2 separate regions of the Gossypium hirsutum genome follow, and region 1 is linked to region 2. Evidence: chromatin contacts called from public Hi-C data. All regions are on one chromosome and are shown on one strand. The core of a region is the stretch at or near the end of the contact, and the rest is flanking DNA. Distances in the headings are between cores, read along the strand shown.

Region 1 (4,777 bases), core at 2,178-4,677, 170 kb before region 2:
ATGTTACAAAATGGTCATTAAACTATTCGAAAGTTTTCATTTAAATCACTAAATAGTTAAAATTATTGTTGTATAACCTTCTCTGTTCGTACCGTCTGCTCCAATCTAAAGCTCTTCTCCTGTTATCTTCTATAGTTCAATTTTTTTTTCATGAAATAACTTTAAACATCACGAATCTACGAATCAAAATCCAAATAATGTCTTCTTTGATCTTCAACGTTGACCATCAAAATGACTTGGATCTAAGATATGTCTTACTTGTTGATGGATATTGATACACTGTAGCGATCATCGAATCATCGCTTAAAGCTCGTTAGTCAAATTAAAAAAAAACTTAACAACATAGTAACTTAAATAAAAACTTTGGAATAATTCAATAACTTAAATAAAAACTTTTGAATAGTTCAATGACCGTTTTGTAAATTTTTGAAGTTGAATAACCAAAATGTAAATTTACTAATAATTTAATAATTTTGGTGTAATTAACCCTTAAATTAATATTATATACAAATTAAATCGAAAAAAAAATCATTATTCGGGTGAGTTTTGTCTTTCAACAAACAGAACACAACAGGACATGGACCATATCTAGCTTCTTTTTCTTCGGCTTTATCCATTTTACCTTTATGATATTTATATATCACGTCTTAAATTCCTCAACCATCGTCATTAAGTAAAAACCCTATTTCAAGAATTAAATTAATTTGAAAAAAAAAAAAAACAGAGGACATCCTCCACACTCATCTGCTCAAACAAGGTAAAAAAAATAGTACATACCCTTTTTTTTATTTCCATTTTTTTGTTTAATATTTATCTATATTTGATTGAGATGTTTTTTTGGGGAATTTTTTTTCATGGTGATTAGGTTTAGGGTTTCTTTTGGAGTAAAGTAAAAGTTCACACGAAGATGCCGCAGCCACCCCAAATGATTCCTGTCATGCCTTCATATTCACCTACTAATATTACTACTGAACAGATTCAGAAGGTGTGTATATTTATATAATTTTTTTTTGTTTTTCGTTATTGTCCATGTATTGTGTTTAATGTTAGTATGTTATAGTTATGGGGTTGTTGAGGAAGGAGATGTTGATCTCGAACTTGTAATTTTTTTGGGTAATCTTTAGTTATGTATGAGATAGAAGAAACCCTTTTTTTATCTGTTCCAAAAGAAAAACAAATGAAGCCCTTTTGTTGGATTTTATGAACATAACGTTTATGACATGGAAGAGTTGATTGTGCTTTTAATGGTAGTTATTTTGGATAGAATGGTGGATGGTATTCATTTTGAAAAGGTGCAGTAAAATTGACGAGTGAAATAGAGAAATGAATGGAAGTTATTGGTAATGCGGAGCGATATAGTTGGACCAACTTGAATGGTGAGTTGCGTATGGTGTAACAAACAGTTATGCTTGATGTTTTGGGGGAGAATGAAAAGTGTTTTTGCCCTTTTCGATTTGATTCTCAGTGTTTTGATTCTTTAATGCAATGAAATATTTGTTTGAACTCAATGATTTGAAAACAAAAACCGATAGATCTGCTCAAAGGCATACTTGAAATCCAGCTATTCTTTTTATTCAGCAACTTCCTATTGAAAGGGCTATCCTTTCCTTGGTTCGGTCCTTTTTTCTGTTGTGCCTAAACTCTAGAAAAACCATATATGGTGTAATGTATGGCTTTACTGTTTCTGTTGTTTTTGTCTGTTTTCGCTATTTGTTGTGTATTCACAATATCTTTCACTTAATGCTTAAAAATGGAGTATATTAAGTTCTTGTGTTTTAATTTTCATTCTTACCAGTACCTTGATGAGAATAAGAAGTTGATTTTGGCAATTTTGGACAATCAGAATCTTGGAAAACTTGCTGAATGTGCGCAGTAAGTGATTTATAAATTTCAGTTTCTTCTTTTATCTACCTTAGTGGGGCATGCAGCATCTTTAAGTTAATGTTTGAGGTTTATTATATATGTTTGCTTTAAGTTGGAAGTGGCTTGTTGAAAGTGCTAGATGCCGTAGGATGTATTATGGTTCACGTACTTCAAATTGAAGTATTTAATGTTACCATCAATTAGTTGTAAATTCTTCCTTCCTAGATAATTGTGTGTGTTTTTAGTTGAAAGTGGGACTCGAATCGAGAGTTACCTAGATCCAAACTGGGATGAGTGTTCTGCGGATATGTCTGAGCCTTGTGATGCATATACGGACGGTAAAATCTCCACTCCAACCAAACCCGATTTGGTTCTTGTTGCCATTTATCTTGCATCAATAGCATTTATAGCGCTAATGAATGATCACTATATTATTTATCATCTGGATACATTAGCTTGGTTTTTCTGCAAATGTGCTATCAAGGATTCGGTTTTTCTTCGTATACATCATTCGCACATGCATATATGCTTACATGTGCAATATCTAGGCAGTGTACCTATACAAGATTTTGATGATGTAGGTATCAAGCTCAGCTGCAAAAAAATTTGATGTATTTAGCTGCTATTGCGGATGCTCAACCGCAATCGATGCCAACAATGCCTCCTCAGGTGAGTGTTAAGATAACTTCTTTCTTCTAATCTATCCGCTGCTACACCGCTTCCTGACACATTTTCCATCATCATAGATGGCACCACATCCTGCAATTCCAACCGGAGGATATTTTATGCAACATCCTCAGGCTGCTGCGATGGCACAACAACTGGGCATGTACTCTCAAAAGGTGCCATTGCAATTCAATAACCCACATCAAATGCAAGACCCTCAGCACCTCCTGCACCAACAGCATCAACAAGCAATGCAAGGTCAAATGGGAATCAGGCCTGGAGGACCCAACAATGGCATGCATCCCATGCATTCCGAGGCCAGTCTTGGAGGTGGCAGCAGTGCTGGCCCCCCTCAATCTTCAGGCCCAAGTGATGGACGTGCTGGAAACAAGCAAAACCCTGAAACCGGTGTCAATGGACAGGGTAACACAACCGGCGACAGAGCCGAGGAGGGAAAAAGTGACTGTGATGGTAGGCTTCTTTTACAATAGGATTTGTATTCCTCTGGCGGTCATCTCATAGACTGTTGTAGAATTAAAATCTTCAACTTGCTCTTTAATGTAGCAGTTTAGGTAGTTTAACTCTTGTTGAGAGGTTGTTGGCATGCCAATGAATTAAACAACAGGTTGTTAAGACAACGATGGTTTTGTTGTAAAAGGAGGTGGTATATAAGAGCATGTGGTCACTACCTCTGAGGCTGTCATTTTGTAGTAACCTATAAAAGTTTGCAGCTTGTATCTAAATTGTGATCCAGTTGAAAATTACATTGCTTTTTCCTGGTTTTGCTTTTGTAAATTACTTTGTAAATCCAGGTCATGGTTGTCAAAGTGGAACCTTTCATGTTGAAGAAGCTAAAAATCTGTTGGCTTATCTCATCTATAGATGCTATGTCTCTTAACAATTAAGATTAGAATCAAAGTACAAAGAATAAAACAAAATCAACTTGAAAATTCTTTAACATATTCTTTAGATGTCAGCTTTCAATGGTGAAAATGAAGTACAAAAATCACTCTCAAACATTTGGCACGGAACCAATGTTGGAAAAGGAAAGGCCTTTTCTTTAACCTTCTTGTTCTGTGTTTTGATTTTAGAAGACCTGAGCAAGAAAAAGCAAAAACCAGAAACCGCCATGAGAGAAGACCAACAACGCCCTGTTCACCTCTATAACCACCAAAGAAACAAGTTTTTTATAACCACCAAGCTCTTCACTCATACCACCGTGTATGTCATCATTGTCTTGCTCAGTTACACCTTGGGTTACCTGTCTCACTCCTCTCCTCCACCACCACCACCACTTCCTCCGCCGCCTTCTGTTTTTCAACTCGCTAGCTTACCAACCCAACTCGACAACTTCCGAGTCGCCGCTCACTGTTCCAACTCACCTCTCCCACCCCATCTCGTCTTCCCAACGATTCTTCAACGAGTCTTCAAAGGTTCCTCCCCTTACACCGATTTCCCACCACCCCACCTCCGTTACATCCTAAAACCAAAAAGAATCAGAGGTTGGGGATCTAACGGTGACGTTTTCGAGCACTTAATAAAACGAGTCAAACCCAAACTCATCGTCGAAGTGGGAACTTTCTTAGGCGCGTCGGCTCTTCACATGGTGAACGTGACTCGGAAACTCGGACTCCAAACACAGATACTCTGCCTCGACGATTTCCGTGGATGGCCGGGTTTCAGAGACCGGTTCAAAGACATTAACGACATAAACGGCGACGTTTTATTGCTTCAACAGTTCATGCAAAATGTGGTTTATTTCAACGCAACCGGGTCGGTTTTACCCGTACCGTTTTCGACAAGATCGGGTCTAGAGAAGCTATGTGAATGGGGAATAATGGCGGATCTATTAGAAATCGATGCGGGTCATGATTTCATATCCGCTTGGGGAGATATAAACGGAGCGTATCGGATCTTGAAACCCGGTGGGGTAATTTTTGGGCATGATTATTTTACCGCCGCGGATAACCATGGGGTAAGAAGGGCAGTCAATTTGCTTGCTCAAATCAATCATCTCAACATCCGAACCGATGGTCAACATTGGGTCATTGATACTGCTTTAGTAAGAAATTTTTGATATTTTTATCCATGTAAAAATGAATGGGAAAACTTTGGGGTTGATTGTGTAATAATGGGATTTACCTTGGCCTTCATAAGAATAAAAAAAATAATTTTTAAATTATCCATAAATTTGTATACACTAAATCAAACAGTTTAGGAAGGCGGTGAAGTCGAATAAGTTTTGGTA
Region 2 (5,380 bases), core at 1,296-3,795:
GTCCTCCCTGCCATAAAGAATTCCTCCAAGTACGGCGGAGTTATGCTTTGGTCCAAGTATTATGATGATCAAAGTGGATATAGCTCTTCCATCAAGAGCCATGTCTGAGACCTATATATACTCAACTCTTATATATTACTCGTATTATAAATATATGGTCTACATTTATGAAACTATTTTCAGTTATGCTACCTAAAATTGCAGATTAAGATTCAGTTCATTACTTTTTCAATACTGCACATCATACGCTAGTACAAGGAGTATACCATTATAATGCATATTACACAAACAACAATCACCATTGATGTTGTATCATATCCAAGCTTCTCCGCCTCTTCCTCTAGTATTTACAATCCCGAGATTCCGTGTCTTCTTCGTCGGCTTACTCAACTGGAATATCGGGTGCCTGCATAATTGCCTTACACCTTTTCTTAAACTTAGCCGGTCACCATTATCATATCCACTTCTACATTCAGTTTCAACATTTCCCATTTCCCATTCATTTAGTATGTTGTTGCCTGAAATGGACTCAACTTCCTCTTCTCTGTTACTATTCTGAATGCTCCATTGTTTCTCTTCGGGGTCACTTTCGAGTCTACTCAATGTGGCAACCCTCAAGAACTTAGCAGTGGCAGGTTCCTTAGATGCACATGTATCGGTTATGCCAGTAGGACAATCTGAGCAAGATGGAAGCAACCTGTCCTTGGTAGCGGACTCATCCCTTTCTCGAATTGTCTTTAAGATCAATGTTTTGAGGAAGTTCATCACTTGCACGGCGTGAATCAATGCTGTCAAGGGATCGGCCATCTGCAGTAGGTAGATATATTCCTCTCATTTAGTTTTTTTCCTAAAACTAGTGTTTCAAAACAGAATTAAAGAGAAATCACTTATGGCGAATTCTCTCCGGTCCTAACCTTCCACTCTGCCACTCTGCCGAGATAAGAGGCCAACAATACTATACTACCCCAAGGGACAATAATGTTTACCCCAATGTCCACATGTTTAGGCCCTCCATTACTGTCCGAAACAGGGCAGCTGTGAAACACACAAGGTGAACTCACTTCACCAGGCCACTCGCCCCGGTGCAGTTGAACTAGCAAGACCCCTAAATGCAACAAAGAAAAGTACCTGAGTCATATTCGGTGCGAAAACCATCGCGATGTTGCGTGCATTCATTTTGTTGTATTGTTCATACTCCACAACATCTGCCATCAAATTGATAGCCCAATCAAGTAAAGCAGCTTCTGTTGAAGGGAGCAACTTCACAAGCTCAACGCAATCGTCTTCCGTGTTGCAATGCATCACCTGCTCCGGTGTAAGGCAATCGAGCACTCCACTAGGAAGTTCTCTAAACCATGCCTACGAAACATTAATCAGAAACCAGATATGCCGTGAATCGCAAGGCACAAATTCAACCATCACCAAGGTCTAAAACCAGACATGCTTATATATATCTGTACCTTTATCAAACCAGCTAAACAATGGACATCGATTCCGTGCGGTACGACACCTTTGTTTAACTTTTCTCGAACATACTCTTCTTGACTATTTTCGGCATTAATCCGAAATATTCCTTCTGCCTTCAAATGAAACACAATTAAAACACAATTTAGTCATTAAACCAACATAGGCTAAGACTCTTACCTTAAGACCTCCATCATAAAAACGACTCTGCATCATAAGAAGAATTGTTGGCAAACTATTCCCTTTACCATCATAAGAACACTGCATTGACTTAGGAGAAACCCCAAAAACACTTGCACTGTAAACATGCAATAGACAGAAACAGATCAATTGAGTTCTTAGAATCCGTAACCAGAACTTTCATGGATCCAAGGCTAAGAAGAAACAAACCTGGCACTAGGAACCTTTGAGGGAACATCAGGTTGGAGTTCAGTAGGTAAGCCGAGGAAGCCATTAAAGCAGTCGAAAGTAACATGAGAGACATGCTTGACATCAGTTGGTAAGCTAATATCCAGGGAAGATATGTCGTCGGTGTCCACACTGCAAGTGACTAATGACTTCCTTAACAACGCTGCTAATATATCCATAAACGGGAATTGGTTGTTGTCTCGTCGTCCTCCATGACTACAACCAAACCTCGATTTCGAGCTTATCAATGGCGTCGTAGCAATAGGGTTCATCCCATCTTCTGCAAAATCTTCTTCTTCTTCATGGTCGTCATTGGTCTTGGTTTGGTGAAAGAACTCACTGAGTCCGAGCAGTCCACAAGATTTGGATCGAAACAACCCAGCCATCGTTCTCCCTCATCCGAAATCTTAAGTTAAAATATGTATTATATATGAGAAAATGAAAATAACAGCTCTTATTAATTATAAAAATGCATTAAAATTCAACTTAAATTAGAGTGTACATATATATACATATATATACACTTCTTGTCGCCCACAGTACAGTCACATGGGCACATGGCAAGGTTTCTTTTTTGTCTCAAATCTGAAGCTTTTATGGGTGCTTTCTACCCTACTAATAAGCTGTCATTGCAGAAAGACAGTTTCAAGAGTATCACTAAAAAAATATATTTGAAAAAAAATAGCCTTTTTTTGTAATATATACACATAAGGTCCCATTAAACATCTTTTCTTTAGGCTAAATTATGTTATTAGTCTCTGAACTTTACAAAACTTGTGAATTTAGTCCTTATACTTTTTAAATTTTAAAGTTTCAGTCCTCACCAAAAGAATAATTATTAAATCCATTATGTTACGTTCTGTTATTTTCAAAATTTGATGCGACAAATATATTATCATATGTGTAATACTATGTCAACTTGTTATTTCCACATTATTCACTAAAAATCCAATTAATGGATTAATGACAGTCATTTGTATCAAGATTGAAATGGCAAATTTCGAAAAGTATAGAGACTTAGAATTATACAATTGGAGAATATAGACTAATCTATAACTGTACGCATAGTGCTAGACTAGTAATTGAATTTAACCAAATAGATTTAACTGTTATTATATGGGTGATGACTAAAATTTTAAAATTTTAAAAGTAAAAAGACTAAAATTGACCAATTTAAAAAGCATAAGGACTAAATCCACAACTTTTGTAAAATAAAGGGAGTGATAGCAAAATTTAACCTTTCTTTTATATGACACCTTCAATGTCCCATAGTTACATAAAACCTCGATTGAAATCAAGGTTAAATCAAATTGGATTCAGGGACCAAATTTGTTCTAATGCTATTTTCTCCATTCATAAAACTTAAATTTAATACTTTACTTAAAAAGTATCTAGCTTTGATCAAACAAAATATGTTAGGTAAAAGTGCCATGGAGGCCCTTATACTAGAAGTCAGATGCATTTTGTCTCTTTTATTAAAAAAAATAGCAAATTAACTCTTATACGTTAGATTAAAAAGCAAATGGATCATTCTGTTAAAAATTTCATCTATTTCTAATGTTAAAATTTGTTCCCTATACATTAGAATGAGGTACATTAGGCATGTCACTTGTAATTGTCTGGTTATATTCCGTCAGCCATGTCAATTGTTAACAGTAGAAATAGATGAAATTTTAATAGAAATGACCAGTTTACTTTTTAATTTAATATACAGGGACTAATTTGCTATTTTTTTAAATATGGGGACACAAAATGTAATCTAACAACTAATAGATGGAATTCTATAGCACTTTTACCAATCTTTTAATATAAAAGTGGATGGAAAAGCCTGTTAAATAGTTCTGTACAGATAGACATGGTAAAGAGTTTTGTGCTTTTAAGAACTAAGTTTTGTGAAAGCAAGGGAGGTAAAAGGCAGACATGGAAAGGGTAGCTACCAGTTAATTAAATACACCATGACCATGCAGCGGCAAATACGACGAGACACGTGAACAATGAACACCTACCATGCAGATATAGTCCCACCGCCTGGTGTTGATCCGACGGTTCCTGGTCCCATATCCCTAATCTTGTCTGAACTGGAAAGTGGAATGCTTTTTACACTTCACATGTCTACTGTTGCATTGCAGTTTGCAATTTGCAATTTGCATGCACAGGTATAGACACATTTGCTGGGGGTTCTAAATGTTCTGACTTTTGTTTTAAGTCCCCGAAGCTTTGATTTTGGTGATCAAATCAAGAAAAGTTATTGAACTTGTTTATGTTTGTTGAGCAATTCAGTTCTTGGTGTTTGGTCCTGTTTTTCTTGGATGCTGATGTACATCTTGTTGAGTTAAAAACCATATTGAATCATCTCGGAAGTCTAGTTTACTTTATGTCAACCAAAATTTATAGAGATACCTACCTTCACCTTATATATAACATATAATTATCCACACGCTCAATATTAATATTTATCTTAAGTTTTACAAGTATTAATCTTCACTAATCGAAGTATTTTCTTTTTATGAATTGTACATAGCTCTCCATAGATACTAAAGATAAGACCTCGATACAGGGATAATACATTTGATTGTTAAAGCCTAGATTGATTGTCCAGATAATTACACTTTGAAGATAAAACTTCTTTGAAGAGTTGATTTCCCCTCAACACCTATAATTAACAAAAATTAAGAGTTCAATAATTTATATGCAAAATTATTAATGAAAAAATTAAGGGTTTAAGTTCATGTACTTACTAACAGCACGATTTCACTCCTCAAATTTGATAAAGTATAAACATCAAATTTTGATGATTTTTTGTTGAATTACTTATTTTTAAGTTTTCATAAAATATAAGGATGAAATTCGCGATTAGACTAATTAAAAACTATATTGAGTAAGGGATGTAGATTATTGTATTGCTTTATTTTTTTAAAAGCTTATAAGTATAAAAACAAACACGAGCAGCTAAGAATCATAATAATTTAGACTAAAATTGACTTACTAAACTAAAATCTACATATGACATCAACACATGGTGAGATTAAAGACCCACACATAATAATTGTGCATGTTGTTGAGACTTAAAATTTGATACTAAAAAACCCAAAACCTCAACCTTTGTCATTGTATTCAGGACCTCATTGATACTACTACATGCTTTAGAGATGCAAAGAAGGGTTTACCAGCAAACATGCAGGGATTTATATGTGTATGAAAATGGAGTAAAGATACATATGTTGGCAGTGATGTTAACGCCCTCAACAACTCAACATTGACTAAATGGAAGCGTTTAGATATCATGCATATGTCCATAATTTCATGCAAAAATGGTTGAGGCCCAAGCAAAGACCCATTATGGATTGTAGGTCTATATACTTACACATAAACAAACCAAAGAGTAATATTAGGGTGCTTTTAAAATATTTAAGAATATATGGAGGGAATCAGGAGTTTTGTTTTGATAGGTTAGGTTAAATACTAAAATTTTGAAACGCTAAACTTAAAAAATTGTTAAAAAATATTT

The links. Hi-C and Micro-C count contacts between places; a contact is called where the count stands out from the background.
Region 1: a contact with region 2 is called in a Hi-C map of leaf, with 2.0 times the contacts expected there. The contact joins the promoter of LOC107945887 here to the promoter of LOC107945894 in region 2. A contact is called at or near these places in 2 of 34 Hi-C or Micro-C datasets (both in leaf).

What each region holds. Positions count from the first base shown.
Region 1 is chrD12:41,775,827-41,780,603 of Gossypium_hirsutum_v2.1, reverse strand. It overlaps LOC107945887, which reads left to right and starts at 3,427. Exons shown (of 1, transcript XM_016880040.2): 1 at 3,427-4,711. The coding sequence starts at 3,500. The coding sequence ends at 4,606. It overlaps LOC107945888 (GRF1-interacting factor 3), which reads left to right and starts at 535. Exons shown (of 5, transcript XM_016880041.2): 1 at 535-757; 2 at 866-985; 3 at 1,796-1,872; 4 at 2,445-2,532; 5 at 2,610-3,293. The coding sequence starts at 908. The coding sequence ends at 3,020.
Region 2 is chrD12:41,607,690-41,613,069 of Gossypium_hirsutum_v2.1, reverse strand. It overlaps LOC107945894 (rho GTPase-activating protein 5), which reads right to left and starts at 2,545. Exons shown (of 5, transcript XM_016880044.2): 1 at 1,855-2,545; 2 at 1,645-1,762; 3 at 1,461-1,580; 4 at 1,129-1,359; 5 at 119-807. The coding sequence starts at 2,258. The coding sequence ends at 313. LOC107945896 (acidic endochitinase) reads left to right here. Exons shown (of 1, transcript XM_016880045.2): 1 at 1-223. The coding sequence ends at 108.